Linked DNA regions of Capsicum annuum: region 1 is linked to region 2. A link is a contact called in public Hi-C data. All regions are on one chromosome and are shown on one strand. The core of a region is the stretch at or near the end of the contact, and the rest is flanking DNA. Distances in the headings are between cores, read along the strand shown. Region 1 holds the start of LOC107870957 (proteasome subunit beta type-6). Region 2 holds the start of LOC107870953 (U-box domain-containing protein 35).

Region 1 (3,765 bases), core at 196-2,695, 450 kb after region 2:
GCAAGAGTTATAGAACATCTCATAAATCAAGACATAATGTGATAGTGTAAACTCTTACCCATGAGGCAAAACTTGTTGGTTGAAAATCCATGATTTATAAAAGGTATGATACATAAACATGCCCTTTAACTTGAGCTCCAATCACATCTATGACCTTCAACTTTGGGTATGCATAAGTCGACATTTAAACTTGTATAAAATTGAACAAGTAGACATATATATCCTACGTGGCGTAATACACATAGGACGTCATATAGGCCAAGAATTGGCCACGTAAGATGCCATATAGGACATATGTGTCTATTTATTCAACTTTATACAAGTTTGTGTCTACTTGAGCATACCCAAAGTTGGAGAACATAAATGTGATCTAAGGTCAAGTTAAAGGGCCTATTTATGTATTGTGCTTCTATAAAATATCTTATAAATAAAGACACAATGTAGTAGAGTCAAATCTTGCCTATGGGACATAACTTGTTTAAAAGTCTTTGGAGAGGCAAGAGTTGTAGAGCATCTCATAAATCAAACATAATGTGGTGGTGTCAACTCTTACTCATGGGGCATAACTTGTTGTTTGAAATTCTTTGGGTTAAGTTTCGCCTATAGGGCAAGAGTTATAGAAAATATCATAAAGTAAAATAATGTGGTAGTGTCAACTCTTGTCCATGGGGCATACCTTGTTGCTTGAAATCGCTTGATCTAAGTCTTGCCTCTAAGGGAAAAGTTATATAATATTTCATAAATCAATTCACAATGTGGTAGTGCCAACTTACCCATGAGACATAACTTGTTGTTTGACGATCCTTGGACTAAGTCTTGCCTCTAAGAAAAAATTATGGTAGTGTTGACTCTTGCTCAAGTACGTAACTTGTTATTTGAAAATTCTTGGGCTAAGTCATGCGTCTAAGGCAAAAGTTGTAGAACATCTCATAAATTATGACATAACATGATAATGTCGAATCTTGCTCGTAAAGCATAACTTGTTGTTTCAAAATCCTTGAGTTATGTCTTGCCTCTAAGCTAAAGATTCATAGAACATTTCATAAATCAAAACACAATGTGATAATATTAACTCTTACTCATGGAACGTAATTTGTTCTTTGAGAGGGGAAAATAAAAAAAAAGTAAAGATTGAGAAAAATTAAAAAAAACAAAAAAGACAAAAGAGAGGAAAAGAAAAAATAAAAATCAATGTAAAATTTAAGAAAAATAGAAAAATAGAAGTTGAGAGGAGAAAAGAAAAAAAATAAGGGCTGATAAGAATTAAAAATAAAAAGAAAATAAAAAATAAAAATTAAAGTAAAATAAAAAATAAAATTGAAAGATAAATAAGTATTGAGTTGTCTAGAAAAGAAAAATAAATAAAAGTTGAAAGATAAATAAATTTGGAGTTGTTTAGAAATATTTGAAATATAAAGAAAAAATAGATAATTGTGATATATGTATAAGAAAAGGAAAATTAGTATTTTTTTAAAGTTTATCCGACTTTTTCGGGTAACGGATCCAGTGATCTATTTTTCTAGTACTTGTACTAATTGTGAGCTACATTGTTTCTTCCTCTTCACGAAAACTATAAAGCCCAATTTAATTATTTTCCTCGTTTCTCCAATTCACTTGTTTAGGGCTTTACCACTTTGATTGATTTTGCGTGATTAGCCTAATATGGAAAATACTTCAGTTGACGTTGACCAGCCCCACTCAATGGGCACCACTATTATCGGCGTTACGTACAACGGTGGCGTTGTACTCGGTGCCGATTCTCGCACCAGCACCGGTAACTGAAATATCAAAAATTCCTTTATACGTTTTGTAGGGATAATCGGTTGATTGTTTGAAGTTTTTATTAATTTTGTTTGTTAATTTGTTTTTTTCAGGAATGTATGTGGCGAATAGGGCGTCTGATAAGATTACTCAGCTGACTGATAATGTCTACGTTTGCCGCTCTGGATCAGTATGATTATGATGCTTCCTACATTCCCTTATCCATTTATATTCATCTATGTTGGAACTTAGAATGCAAGCATTTTATATTTAGAATTTCTCTAAAGAAAATTACTTGCTATGTCTATTTTTTGAAATTATCTATGCCACGTAACACGAAATTGAATTGAATGTCTATGGCTGAACTGACACTTGACGGAAAGCCAATAGCCCTGGGTCAAGCCATTTTCCTTATCATGGGTCTATTTCTTACAAAAGGCGAACATCACTCCTAACCAAGCTAGATAGTCTCCCATCACTAGGCTCATCAACCACAAGTGTAGTAAAGTCACCTCCATTCTCAATATCTATTGCAACAGAGGGAGATATCATAATAGAGTCAACATCAGGATTCGTGTACTTTCGGTATAAACACATGGCTTGACTCATATTTGTGTATAAACACCTAATATACACTATTGTACACTTTATACAAGGTTGATAATAATGATTCTTTCCCCAGGTATAATGTCATATAATATTGTATATTGTTTTACGTGACGTAAATATTTTTAAAAGATGTATATTTTTCAAAAAATTTCATTTCTCTAAAAGCAGAAACCCCACCCCTGACTGATGTGGCATTACGATTTTGGTCTCTTATTATTTGGTTTAATGATCATCATGATGAATTTATGAAGTTAAAAAAAGTTGGGTTTTGTGGTAAAGGGCTAAATTTGGCGTTAACGTGGGGGAAACCTCATTAAAGAACAGTTAGATTGCATTCTTTACCTAGTGTAGGATGATAGATGAATACTACATGGTCATATCATTTTTTTTCTTGCAATAAAATGTAAATATTAATAACAAAAAAAAATTTCGAATACACAACAATTAGCCCTTGGTTTCTAGGAAATAGTGTCTAGCTAGCCCAAACCTCCAGAGAACTACATTCAAATTTTATCAATGTAACTAACACATTCCCTAGCAGTTTTTGTCCCTCTGTACATACCAACTCTTTCTCTAACAACAACTTGTACTTGTTGAACCATGAAACCAATATTAGCATTGTGTACTCTGAAAATTTTACCATTCCTGGCTTGCCAAACTTTGTGTATTACTGCACCATAACTAGACGCTACAATTTCCTTTTTGAACCTTGTCCATTGCTTATGCTTAATTCATTTTATGGTCTGCTGCACCTCCCCGAGACTCTAAACAGTCTCTAGGCATCCTGCAATTCTTCTCCATACTACACATATGAGATCACATTGGACAAACAAGTGAGAATCATTCTCAGGTTGACCCTGCTCACACAGCACACATGTGTCATGTTCACAAGGCACACCAATCCTTTACTTCCTTTCCTTTGGAAGTAACTTCTTCTGGACAGCTACCCATGGTAAGAATCTGTGTTTAGGTAAAAGCAGTTTGCACCATATCAGTTCAGAGCCCCCCTCAACACAGGTTGCTTCTGTCAATGCAATGTAACATCTCGAGATTGAATATTTGGTTGTTGCTTTAAGAGTGTATGCTCCTTGACAATACCAGTCTTGCATGACCCATTTCATTTTGTTCAACTGTTTCCAGTACCAGCTGCAATCCTTAGGTTCCTGATATATCCATATATCCTCTCCTTCATTCATATATATACTATTTCCACTACCAGCTGCAATCCTTAGGTTCCTGATACATCCATGTATCCTCTCCTTCCGTCATACATATACTATGTACCCATTTAACCCAAAGTTGCTCCTTATCATGCTGCAACCACCATATTATTTTACCAAGAACAGCTATGTTCCATGCTTACACCTGTTCACCTTTTGTCTTAGGATGACATAC
Region 2 (3,868 bases), core at 1,081-3,580:
TTCTAAGCTACTATAATTTGATATGCTTAAGACACGATTATATTTCATTCCTGAGGAATGAGAATTTTTTATTATTATAAATACAGATCTATACCCTGGGGTGAATATGACTGTATATAAATTCAAATGTGTTCTTAGTTGTGAAGATATCACAACTCACCTCCGAAAGAAGCTAAATAATTGAGTAGAGTTATTTTGAAATCCACTTCTGAAGTAGTAAATCTGAAATCTATTCATGTAATAGTCAATCTGAAATTTACTAAAGTAACAAATACATGTCATGCTCCTATTTTGTGTCCCTAAAGGACAAAGTCTACGCACGTATGAAGTGTGGTAGACCAATCGATTTCAAATGAAATAATCCATGAAAAGGATAAGGAGCAAATGATCATAATAAGAACACAATGTGCTCGTGAAGAGCCTACGACATACACTTCATGGAACCTTATGAGAGATTTAGGTAGCTGAAAATAATGAAGTGATGAGATCTCAAAATGTTATGTCACACTGTGAACTGATACAAAATGATATATCATCAATATCTTTGATACAATATTGGGGCGATATCGTGAAAGATTACGAGAATCTGAATTCTACGTTTATTTAAGCATGTTAATGTTGAAACATTTATCAAGTAACGTGAAAGGATGCATCTTGATAAACATAAAACTTATTTGAATGCAGTCCAGATAGTTGAAAATGTCACTCATGAAATGTTGAATAATGTCACTTGACAGAATTTATATGAAAACTTTTTTTTAAAGATTCAAAATGTTTGAAGCACATAAAAGTTTCTGGGAAACTTATTTATAGTTTTTATATTGTATAAGCTTATAACTTGAAAATTATTGAAACTCTTGGAGAGTTTTCAAAAGCAATAGATTATTTGTTGAAATGAGAAATATACCGAATTGGATTGGTTATGAAGTACCATATCTTAGTACAATTGATGCACTAATGTATCTTGCAAATACTACAAGGTCTGATATAGCCTTTTCTGTAAATTTGTTAGCAAGATATAATTCTGCTTCTGCCAGGAGATGTTGAAATGGGGTCAAACACATAATCTTATTTTATTTTAAAGATTGCAGTCCCGATCTTATTAATTATGCTGCTGTTGGGTATTTATTTAACCCGCATAAATTTTGGTCTCAAACATGCAATGTGTTCACATGTAAGGATATTGTATATCTTGGAGATATACAAAGCAGTTTATCTAGCCACTTGAACCATGCTGAGATAATAGTTATTCATGAAGCAAGCCGAAAATGTGTATGGTTAAGGTCCATGATGTATCGCATTCTAGAAAAATATGATTTGAAATATGACAATGTACCCACAATTTTATATGAAGATAATACACCATGCATAGCACAACTTAAAGTAGAATTCATAAAAGAATATAGAATGAAGCATATTTTGCCAAAAATTTTCTATACACATGAGCTACAAAATAAGGGAGATATTGATGTGCAACAAATTCGTTTAAGTGATAATGTTGCTGATTTATTCATTAAGTCTCTTCCAACTGCAACTTTCAAGAAAATGATCCACAAGATTGGGATGTAAAGGTTCAAGGATGTTCTCATTAGGAGGAGTTGATACGCGTTGTACTCTTTTTTCCTTACGAGGTTTTATCCCACCAGATTTTCTTTGTAAGGTTTTTAATGAGGCAGCCGAAAAGGTTTACTAGGTTTTCTTTGTAAGATTTTTAATGAAGTAGCCAAAATATTTATTATGAGAGATGTGTACTCTGTTTCCTTCACTATATTTTTTTTTCACTGAATTTTATCTAGTAAGGTTTTAACGAGTCACATTATCTATCAGTTAGATATTAAGGGGAGTGTTATAAATGTATTTACATTATAGTGAATGTCGTCTATCAAGAATATAGATAAAATTTATCAAGGTCTATTTGGTATCTATGAAATATCTATTTTTTAGAGAGAACTAGGAGTAATGTTTCCTATAAATAGAAGGGGGTTTTCTTTATTATAAAAGACGTCAATAGAATCTGGGTTTCCTTTATTATAAAAGATCCTAGTAGAATCTCTCGAGAAATAAGAATTACTTTCTGTTCTTCTCTATTTTTGTTCTTCTCTATTTTGTTTTTCAGAACAAAAAAAAAAATCCCTCTATTTTTCATTAAAAAAAAAGTTTTTAAGAAGTAAAAGAGAATAAAATCCCATTTCACTAGGAAAAACTGTTTTCATCCCACGTCTTCTCAAGTCAATTTTTTTTTTTCTGGTCAAAGAAGTCAAATGTTTTAGGATAACCCCAAAAACTCAGAACCCTAAGAGGAAATAAATACCAAATAAATGAAAATAAATTCCTGGACGAGCTTGATAAATGGGCAAAACTCCTAGAGCCTCCAAAAGAATTAGATAAATGAGAGATTTCAACAACAAATTTTAAAACATATTGATTCTCGCATAGGGTAACATCATAAAGGAGGGTGGGACCTAAAACATCTTGAAAGAAACAATTTAAGAATTGATCTTAAATTGAAATTCTTTTGGGGTGATAATATTTTTGGATTTTTTCTTTCTGGAATTAATTTGTTGAAGAGATATATATTATATTACAATGAGCCAAAAGAGCTTTAGTGGAGAAAAAGACAAGGCAACAGTAGTTGCAATAGACAAAGATAAAGGAAGCCAATATGCATTAAAATGGGCAATTGATAATCTTATTGGCAGAGGCAAAAATGTTACTCTTCTTCATGTTAAAATTAGACCTTCCAATTCCCTTCCTAATGCAGGTAATTTTTTTTCTTCCTCGTAATACTTTTGAAACAATTGGCGGAAGTCGATGGGAGATATTGACGTTTTTTTTCAAATTTTTTGCTCCTTAATTTTTTGGTAAAGGAGAGGATTAATTATATTATTCTTATGGATGTACGTACATTGATGTCCAGAATAATTTTGCATAGAATATTTGGCTAGTTTGCCTAATTTTTGTTATTTTTTGTTAAAAATTCGAGAGCAGAGCATGCATTTTTTCTTCTCTGCTAAGCAATTTTAATCATATTGCTATTTTTTGTATTTTTATTCTCCGTGTTGAGTTTAATCATATTCACATCATTCTCGAGTCAAATAGTGAACGACGATATAATTACAGCTCCAATTTCGTATTCATTTGTTAGATTATTTCGATCTTTTCTTGTCCATTTTAAACATCTTTCATTAATTCTCTCTAATGGTAAATTATACCCTTTTTCTTTCTTTCTTTTTTTTGACTGAAATGTTTATCTTATCCTCGTTCTCTACGCAACGATAACACGAGCGTGAAATCTAATCCAAATTTAACTTCTTTCCAAATATTAGAACGTCAACTTCAGAGTAAAAGCTCTTCTTTTTTTTAAAAAAAAAAAGATAAAAATATATATCCATCTGGTGTTTACACCAAATTCTGTAAAACCAAGGAAGACTCCATGAATCTATTTTCAGTTGATGTCTTTGCTTTAAACAAAGGCAGAAACAAGATTTTGAGTTTATGGCTTCAATTTTTAAGGTTCTTAGCACTAAATTTATTATCCTTCTTGTATTATGAATTCAAAATTTAATGTCAAAAATAGTGAGTTCAATTGAACCTATTATTCTAAATCCACCTCCAGCTTTAAACGTGGTTCACGTGAACCCAATTCTATCCACTACCTCCAAAGAAAAGAGAAAAAAAAATAAAATGAATACATTCACGCATTTCTTACTTACTTTTTTTAAATCAAAAATTCAACCTTCTTGGTGAGGGTTACGCTTTGTCCAACCTAGTATAATGTATATATATCAAAAATCAGGAGTACACGGAGGAGGACATATACCTTTTCCTCAATATATATTGGTGCTTAAACCATCACGTTATCAAAAAT

What was found. Hi-C and Micro-C count contacts between places; a contact is called where the count stands out from the background.
Region 1: a Hi-C map of leaf shows a contact between it and region 2, with 2.5 times the contacts expected there. The contact joins the promoter of LOC107870957 here to the promoter of LOC107870953 in region 2. A contact is called at or near these places in 2 of 5 Hi-C or Micro-C datasets (leaf and placenta).

The regions. Positions count from the first base shown.
Region 1 is chr5:167,680,690-167,684,454 of UCD10Xv1.1, forward strand. LOC107870957 (proteasome subunit beta type-6) reads left to right here and starts at 1,446. Exons shown (of 8, transcript XM_016717674.2): 1 at 1,446-1,774; 2 at 1,875-1,951. The coding sequence starts at 1,663.
Region 2 is chr5:167,226,571-167,230,438 of UCD10Xv1.1, forward strand. It overlaps LOC107870953 (U-box domain-containing protein 35), which reads left to right and starts at 2,331. Exons shown (of 10, transcript XM_016717667.2): 1 at 2,331-2,761. The coding sequence starts at 2,587.